Regions from separate parts of the Rattus norvegicus genome. Here region 2 is linked to region 1. A link is a contact called in public Hi-C data. All regions are on one chromosome and are shown on one strand. The core of a region is the stretch at or near the end of the contact, and the rest is flanking DNA. Distances in the headings are between cores, read along the strand shown.

Region 1 (4,729 bases), core at 765-3,264:
GCTGGAGACATTTAAGACCATGAGACTACAATTAAAATATGAACATTAAAGTTTTCTGAACAAAAGCGTTGTGGCTCAGTGGTAGAGAGCTGGTCGCCAAGGCACGATGGCCTAGATTCGCCCCCCCCCCCCCAGAGGTACCCAACACAAAACAAAACAAAAACAAACAAACACAAGGAAGAAAAGGAAGCAGGCAGGGAGGAGGTATAAGGTTAAGAGAATGCATCAGAAAGCATTTGGAGAGTCTTATTTTCTTTGTTTGTACCCTGTTGCTTATCTGGGTATCAGCCTCTGATTTGGCAGAGGGAGAAAGGCATTCTTGTGGCTGCCGAGGATTCCTTTCTTGATTCCTTAAGTTGGTGTTTGGAAAGTGAAAATACAGTCAAACGAATCCTTACAAACATTTGGTCTTATTTTCCTAAGAGGTAAACAAAATTGTAAAAGGTAATATTTTAAATGGAATCTAGAGAGCTAGCGATGTGGCCCAATGGTGGTACACTTGCCCAGCATGCACGAAGCCCTGGGTTTCATCCCCAGCACCACTTAAAAATTGGGGAGAGGGGGGATTGGGTCCTTTGTCAGTTTGTTATGTGGGACTTGGATGGTGAGGAATCTGAGGATCATGGCTGACCTGGGTTTTGATGTTAGTGGTATCTAATGATTGGGCCCGGAGAGACTCCGCCAAGCTTAGTAACACGAAGGCTTCTGGGTGGAGAGATGTTCTCTCCAAAACAAGAAGTCTCACCACAGAGGGAGAACGGAAGGCTAGACATACAGTGTCACATACCGTAGGCCCCAGACATCCTGGCTTGACTACTTGCTCTCCCCGCCCTACAAAATGCCTTGCTGATGTAACTAGCCGAGGACAGTAAGTCAGCATCACGACTTCATCTGGAGAAGGTGGAACCCGTTCGTGGTTCTCCATGTCACCCAAAGGCATTGTGTATCTGAGAGCAAAGGTGGGATGAGAAGCCTGGAGTGTGGCAGAAGGGACGAGAGAGAAACTGGCCTGCCGCATGCCAGTCGTTCTCACAGGGCTTTCGCTTCAGGCTGTAGGAGCAAGCTGCGTTCCGACAGCTCTACATTTCAGCGTTACCACCCTCATCAGTCCGTAGCATCACTGCCGGTCAGCGCCCCTCCCCCCCCCCAGCTGTGCTTCGGTAATGGGACAGCTCTCTCTGATGTCACTGCCGCTTAGATTTATTTGTGGGGGACAGGGAGAGGATTAGCCAGTGTTTATTCTCAGAGGGGGACTGGCCTTTGCGTCATCTGAACCTAAGACATTCTGTGGACTGCAGTACATATTAGCCCAGATCTTCATTGGAAGCATAAATGTTGGGCTAATTTCATTTTGAAATATGACAGTAGTAAAATTCAGCATTAATATGATTCAACTTTCATTTCAGGTATCAAAGAAATATCGTTCTGTTTCCAGCCAGAAGGAAAAAAGAGAAAGATTTAACATTTTGCTGATAACAGTCCTTTTTTCAATTTATTTTTTTTCCTTAACGAAGCAGACGATTGATTTGGTTTTTGAAACCCAGGGGAGTCGTGCCTAGCTCCCAGGATCCCCAGGGAAAGGCGCAGTTCTTCTCCACTTTAGCTACTGGCACTGATCTTTGCCTGCCTTATTAGGAGCAGAGAGTTTGAAAACTTGGGTGAACTGTTTCTACTCTGTTCCCCCTTTTCAGCTGCACGATGCCTCATGCCGAACCGGCGGCTGCTTTGGCAGAGGTCTTACGTGGTGCGCTGCGGGCGGGTGTGGGTGCTGGGAGAAGAGGAATCTTCCCACTTGGTGAGGATGATTGAACAGCCCGGGTGATGAGTTTTAGAAAGATTTTCATCTGTAGAACGATTGTGACCACGCCGAACACAAATGGCTTTGTCACCATTAGCAGGCAGATGGAGCATGTGTTTCGTATTATGAATTCGAGGCGGCTGTTAGAGCCGCTCCAGCAACTCTGAAGATTGCAGAGTCAGCCAGTGAGCATCTTGCTCTAGTTCATGTATGTAAGGGGCCCTGTTCAGATGATCCCTGGCCACTCTGAAGGAGATGCTGTATGACACCATCCCTGACCCAAACAAGTGCCTCATTTACAGGAAATAGGTTATGAGAAAGATGAGTCAGGGGACTTCAAAGCAATCCCAGTTCCTCAGAACTGAAATCACAAATACCCTAAACTCAAGGGTTTACGGACATTCCTGTGTAGCTGAAACTTTTGCCCAACTCTACAAGGTCTCCCTGTACAGAGCCCTCACTCTCCCAGAAGGGAAGAGGCCTGCCAGGAAGAAGGGACAAAGGTGAAAGAGAGGAGGAACAGGCTTGGGGCAGGGGACACTGCTCAGTTGGCAAATGTTTGTCTGTCCTGCAGGAAGCCGTGGCTTTGACCCTCAGCATAAACCAGGCGTGGTGGACACCCTGTAATCCAGCCCTCAGGAGGTGAAGGCAAGGGGATCGGTTCAAAGTCATCCTTAGCTACATAGCAAGTCCAAGGGCAATGTGGGATCCGGGAGGCCATGTTGAGAGAGAGAGAGAGAGACAGAGACAGAGACAGAGACAGACAGAGACAGAGAGAGGCAGAGACAGAGACAGAGACAGAGACAGAGACATAGAGAGCAAGAGCACAGACTGTATTCCCAGCTGCTTTAGAAGTGGAGCTAGAGGATTGCTGGAGACCAGGTTTCTCAGGCCAGGGGGGATAAGTGTTTGCTGAATAAGCCTGAGGACCTGAGTTCCATCCCTAGAACCCAAGGTAGCAGAGAACCAACTGCCCAAACTGTTCCCCAACCTTCACATGTGTGTCTACACTTGCACTCATGCTCACACAGTGATAATTCACACTCATACGATGATGGTGATGATGATGTCATGATGATGGTGGTGGTGGTGGTGGTGGTGGTGGTGGTGGCAATGATGGTGGTGGTAGTGATGATGATTATATGATGATGATGTGATGATAGTGATGATGGTGGTGGTGGTGGTGATGGTGATGGTGGTGGTGATGGTGGTGGTGACAATGATGGTGGTGATAGTGATGATGGTGGTGATGATGATTATATGATGATGATGGTGATGGTGATGGTGATGATAATGAAGAAGAACAAGAAAGGAAAAGCAGGGGAGAGAAAGAGGATAGGAGCTAGGAGGCAATGAGGACAGAAGGATGGAAGGTTGGAAGGTAGGTCGCTAAGTCTAATCTTGCAGAAAACTGTGAGGCATGTATACCCCCCAGTACCCCTGCCACATGGGCTTTTGTGTAGCAGACAACCAAAGTCAAAACAAGACTGTATGTCTCTTAAATGTCGCTAGTTATTGGTGAGCACATAGAGGAGAGGCTTAAGGGGTTTTGTTTTGAAACTAGCTGTAGTGGAGACTTGTGTCTGAGAAAGCCAAGCACTGCTCTCGTTTCCAAGCGCAGTTCCAGGTCTGCCATCTTGAAGGAACACATGTGTAGATTGATCAAAATGATTGATCAGAGAGATTCATGGATATTGCAGAAACATTCTGATCTGACCATTGCAAAGTTGGTATCTAGGAATTTAAATCTTTTGGTGTTTTGAGACCAGGTAGACCAGGTTAGCTTCGAGCTTGCTGTGTAGCTGAGGGTGACCTTGAACGTCTTTCTCATCCTCCTGTCTTTGCTTCCTGAGTGCTAGGATCACAGCTGTTCATCACCACACCTAGCTCAAAGAATTTATTCTGAAGAAGTAAACGGGCCAGGTATGAGACGTGTTCATCCCCCTCTCTGTCTTGCATTGATAATCCATTGTGGGTTTTGTTGTTGTTGTTCCCTTTGAATTTTATTTATTTATTTTTTTTATTTAGTTACTTTTTCTAAGACAGGGTCTAGATGGGGCTGGAGAGACAACTTAGTCATTAAGAGGAGCAAGGAATCCAACACCCTCTTCTGGTTTCCCTGAGCATTGCACTCACATGCACAGACACAGAAAAAAATAAAAAATAAAAAAATATATATCTTTTTAGGACAAGGTTTTTCTGTGTAGCCTTGGCTGACCTGGAACTCATTCTGTAGACCAGGTTGGGCTTGAACTCTGCCTCCCAAGTGCTAGAATTAAAGGTGTGAGTCACCACTGCCAGGAATAAAAATAATTTTTTTTTAAAAAATGGATGAGACTAGTTAAATGAATGGTGTTATATCATAATAAGATTTATAACACACTTAAGATACAACTCTGTATACTTGTGGAGACTGATTTTTGTAGCGTGCTGCCTATAATGTTTTTCAGAGGATTTATGGAATTACATGTGATTCATGTAAAAACATGTACTTGCACTTGCACCTAACAAAGTCTGGAAACATAGTCCTAAAGTATCAACAGTGACTGAATCTGGAAGATAGGATTCGGAGTGCTTAGTTTTCCTGTCTGTGTTTTCCGAACTCATTTTCTACCATTTCTACCATTTCTGAGTGTGTATGACTTGCCTAATATAAGGGGGGGTTGACTTTTTCACTCAGAGAGCGTTTACTTAAGCTCTTTTTCTATAGAGAAGGGCCCGAGTTAAGTGTGAGTTTATAGAGCCTTTCCCAAAATTAAAGGAATAAAACCAAAAATATCCCAAATATCAGGGCCAAGGCTGGGACTCAGTTGCTTGCCTCACCTGTACAGAGCCCTGAGTTCGATTCCCAGCACTGCACAAACATAGTGAGATATGCATACCTCTAATCTCAGCACTCGGGAGGTAGAGGCAGGAGGATCAAGGAGTTAA
Region 2 (4,729 bases), core at 1,438-3,937, 200 kb after region 1:
GGATTAATTGAGATGGTAAAAGCAAAATACTAGAGGCTAAGTATGAATTCGACTCGGGAAAGCTGCTCTCATTTTAGCAGGTGGCAGCCACTGTTTCCACCCTCAGATGGGTTCAACTGCTCACAGCTCAAAACTCTTAAGGCCCTGTGTGTTGACTGATGGGGAGATGAGGAGAGCACAGAGTATGGGATAGATGGGTAGAGAGATGACGTTGCACTTCCTATTTGTGAGTGAGTTCTAGACAGAAAAATCTTAGCTGAATGAGACCTAACCATTGTCTCATACAGGTGAGTCTGTCCAGTAACACACATATGCTGTGAACTAACAGACCAAATACACAAGACATAGATAGCTGGACCAAGTGGCTTCAGGGGCCTGGGAAGGAGACATCTAGTTAACCAGTCTTCCCCCTCACACCCCAGCTCTTTCCCCACTCTCTCCCTCTCCTTTTCTTTTCTCTTTCCCTTCTCCTCCTCTTCCAGACAAGATCTAGTTCTTTTTTTTTTTTTTTTTCCGGAGCTGGGGACCGAACCCAGGGCCTTGTGCTTGCTAGGCAAGCGCTCTACCACTGAGCCAAATCCCCAACCCAAGATCTAATTCTTTAGTTCAGAATTTCTTCAAACTCACACCAATCCTCCTGCCTCAGCCTCCTGAATGCTGGGATTATATTGCCAATGTGCCTGGCTCCACCTGAACAGACTTCCTTGGAGAAAAGGTTTTTAGCATACATTTCAAAGAAGGTGTGTGTGGATGAAAATAAGTTGTAGAAAGCACAGGCCAAGCAGTTTTAGCACATCATGAGCGGCTTTGGAAGTTTGGTCAAAGAGTCTTTCCTAACTCAGTAGAAATGAGAGAACACCGAATCGCCAGGAGCAACTGGAGTCTGAAGGGTAACCAAGCCTGTCATGGGCAAGATAAATACTGGTTTAGAAATTTACCCACTGGTAGGCTGGCTCTGCTATCAGACTTAAAAAAAAAAAACAACCTCTTATTTATTTATGTATATGAATGTTTTACCTGCATGTATGTACACCATGTTTGTGCCTGGTGCTCCCAGAACTGGAGTTACAGATTGTTGAAAGCGACCTTATGAGTGTTGGGAACCTAACAGGAGCCTGGTCATCTACTAGAGCAGCAAGGGCTTTTCGCTGGTGAACTATCTCTCCAGCTTCTTCTGCTCTCCGGAGACTTTATTCGCTGGTATTATGGGGGGTTATCTGGAAAAGAGATACACCTCTGGAGTTTTAACGGGAAAATAGTTGTGCATTTTCTAATACTCTGCCAGGTGTATGAGGTTCTTATTGTCAGCCTGTCATATTGCTGCATATTATTAACTAAAAATAATACACATTTGTACTTGATTGTGGTGGGCATCTACACAGGTGAGAAATTATAGAATTTATAGAATTAAACAAATACACAATGATGTGTTTAAGTTGATCTGGAAAATCTGCCCGAAAATTAATACCCCGGCTGGGATAAAATTTTGGCTGACATGGCTAGGGAAGAGCTGGGCAAAGCGAACAAAGAATGTCTCTGTATTACTTTTTACAACGGCATGGGAGTCTTCAATTCTCTTGACATAAAATTTTAAAAAACGCATGGATGGAAGATATTTTTGCCTTAAAAACGCACTGGTAAACGTTGTTTCCGAGCAAACAAGGCGTAGTGAGTCCCATTCGCTTTCCTGAGTTTATGCACACTCCAGGAATACTCCGGCACAAAACAGGCGCCATTAGTTTGTTCTGAAGCCAGAAGGAAGTCCCAGTGCGGGAAGGGCCGTCTCCTTTCTGGGAAACTACGGACTGCAACCGGCCCAAACTGCCAGCATGTCTGTCCCAGCCACCGTTAACTTTACCCGAGTTTCTGAAGTGCTGCGGTGTCGTCCACTCCAAAAACAGAGTTCAAACCGTTTATGATTGATTCTTACGTTCTCCATAAAGGGACGGCGCGAAGCTGCTTTTTGCAGCCAGGCAAGACTTTATTTTATTTAAGTGGGTGCAGGATTTCCTTAGACTAAACTCGCAGTACGAGTGAACTTCACTTCTAGAAAGACAGGGCAGGAAGCGGGCGAGGACTCTGCGACGCTCCAACCCAGTCTGCGAAGCCCAGAATTTGCGCGAGCACCGCGAACTTGGGTAAAGCGAAACGGCTTGAGGAGGAGTGGCGGGCTGGGAAGCTGCCCACTCCGGCCTCAGTTTCCTGAAGAGCAACCTCCCTTCCAGTCTGGGAGCGTCGCTGCCAGCGCACACCAGGAGGGGGTAAACTGAGTCACAGCAGGAGGAAAGCGCACACCCCGCCTTTCTAGTACCCGGCCGCCCCGCCTCGGACCGCACAAAGCCCTGAGCGCGCGCCATCGCGCGCGGCTCGCTCCCCCGTGGGCGCCAAGTCCCGCCCCACGCGCCCCGCCCCACATCATGACGTCACCGCGGCGGCAGGCCACGCCCCACCCCGGGCCCGGCGGCATGACGTCACCGAGGCCCCACCCCTCCGGAGCGAGTTCGGTCCTGGCGTTCATTTCATTCCTGTCCTCATTCCGCACATTCTTCGCATCGCTCGCGCCGCGCCGCGCCGCCCGAGCCGAGCCGAGCCTCCGCGGCCCCGCCGCCCGCCGCGGGCGCCCCCCAGCACTTCGCACACTCGCTTCCAGCTCGCGGGGAGTCCGCGCGCCGGGGCCCGGGCCCGGGGCGGCCGCGGCGGGGCGCAGGCCATGCGCTGACCCCCCAGCGCGCAACGTCGCCGGAGCGCGGGCAGCTGCCCCGGCGCGCCCTGCTGGTCCGGGGAGCCGGCGAGGCCGGGCTGGGGCGGCCGGGCGCGGGAGTACCGCGGGGAGTACCGGCTGGAGTAGCGCGGGGGCGGTGGCCCAGCGCCCCGAAGTTTGCCGCGCCCGCTCGGGCGGCCGAGGTAAGTTGCGCGCGGGGCGGACTCGGGGGCGCGGGCTGTCTAGGCGTCACCGCGATCGGCGCTTTGTGTGCGGCTCCCGAAGGGGAGCGGCCCCGCCGCCCAGCAAGTTGGGCCGCAACCTCGCGCGGCAACAGGCGGCCCCGCTCGGCTTTCTGCGCGCCCCTCTCTCCAGCGTCTCTCTCCCGCGCACCTCGCTCCTTGTCTGGGAAGCGCCGAGTTCGGCGCGATCACGGGTGGGGAGAGCGTCCGGCGTGCAGCCTAGAGCCTGCAGCCGGGTGACTCCCCCGGCGCCCGGCCCCTTCGGGGTCCGCGCGGATCCCGGCTCCTCCTCCCGGGAGATGAAAGAGGGCTCTCTCGCCCTTGCCGCCTCTCCAGAGCTGCTGCCGCCGCCGCCGCCGCCGCCGCTCCAGTGCACATTCAAGTGGAAAATTTTCAGGAGTCAGCAGAAACATTGTGTCCAAAAAAGACTGAGTCGCACTTACCACCAAACCCGGGAGTAGACTCTCCCTGGAAAACTTCCCTTCGGTAGGAAATACTGGGGGATTTGTTTGTTTATTGGAAGAGAAACGATCCCCAGGAGGGCCAAAAAAAAAAAAAAATTCTGGGGACACTTTTAGCCTTTGTTCGCGGCAGCACCACTTGTTTTCAAAGTCCAGAGGCCCGTTTGAAAGAAAGTTCAACTTCTAGGAGTTTCCTTTTTCTTTTTTAATGCATTAAAAAAAAATCAAAGCTACATTTAAAGAAGTAGAAAACAATGAAAGGCTCACACTTATCTTCCCGTGAAAATAAAACCCAGACTAGTTTTCCTCGGTCTTTAATCGTCTTTCTTTTTAAGGATTTATTTAAAGTTGAATGGTGTCACCCGTATAAAAATATTTATGAAACAATGAAATGCCAGCCACCAGCGTTTCTCAGGAGGCTTGTTAAGTTCTTAGAAGCTGTCTGTGATTTACAGAAATGCAAATTGATCTCAGCACTGGAAACTTACAGACAGATATTCCAGAAATCGGAGTGTAGCAAGGACGGGTTTTAAAATAGCGCCATTTGAAAGGAGCTAAGGTCCTTGGAACAAAATGGTCTGTAAATACGATCATATTTCAAAATAGTGAAAGGAAAATATTTCAATTCCTATAGATAATGCAAAGTAACAGAATCTTAGTTTCCTCCACGCCTTGTGGCCTGGATTCGTTCTGGAAGTTTAGGTGGTCTGGTGGCTTAGAGTGTGCTTGAGTGCTGGCAGGTGGTTCCCCGGGTGGACAGATCCTTCCCGTTAGGGAGACTCAATCTACCCGGAGCCGAGGGGTAGCTTGTCTGTGCAAGCCTGAGCTCTTGGGTGGGGGCTAATCTGCCTTGAGACTGGGGCTGGGAATAGTCCTCAGGCTGTACAGACTGTGCCAGGGGCTTCCGCCTTTCAGCGGAGTCTGCGATTTTCTGTGAATAGCAGGATCTTTGGGCCCAGGCACATCTGAATGCTTATAAGGGCCAGACTTAGATCCAACTTTGGTAAGAATCTTTCCTCTTTAGAAGGAAACAGTAGACCCAGTTACAGCATGACTCCGGAAAGACAAATGCGTTTAGCTGAACCTTTGTCAACAGCAAGGTTTTAAATTGTTGATGATTTTAAGGAGGAAAGGCGCATTTTTCTAATCTCAGTATTTCCATAAATGGTCATAAGATATTTTTGTGTAGTATTTCTTTGAATGTGTAACTCTGTGTTGGACTCTTAGATTACAGGTTTTTAACAGAGTTTGCAATTCTTTTATTTGTTGTTTGTATAAAAAAATAAACTGATAAGCTGTCTCCATTACTGAGTCTTGTTCATGTC

Evidence for each region. Hi-C and Micro-C count contacts between places; a contact is called where the count stands out from the background.
Region 2: a contact with region 1 is called in a Hi-C map of Schwann cells, with 7 times the contacts expected there. The contact joins the promoter of Tead1 here to the enhancer-like site in region 1. A contact is called at or near these places in 3 of 12 Hi-C or Micro-C datasets (Schwann cells, frontal cortex and mammary epithelial cells) and 1 of 1 datasets of contacts at active chromatin or transcription factors (oligodendrocytes).

The regions. Positions count from the first base shown.
Region 1 is chr1:176,021,862-176,026,590 of GRCr8, forward strand. The region is part of intron 1 of Parva (parvin, alpha); the gene reads left to right. Among named protein-coding and RNA genes, the nearest start is that of Parva, 43 kb to the left of the region's middle. Within about 2 kb of position 2,015, at least 8 of the 93 cell types and tissues checked have an H3K27ac peak or open chromatin away from gene starts, as enhancers often do. A contact at or near this core is called in Schwann cells, where this site is marked.
Region 2 is chr1:176,224,488-176,229,216 of GRCr8, forward strand. It overlaps Tead1 (TEA domain transcription factor 1), which reads left to right and starts at 2,688. Exons shown (of 13, transcript NM_001198589.2): 1 at 2,688-2,904.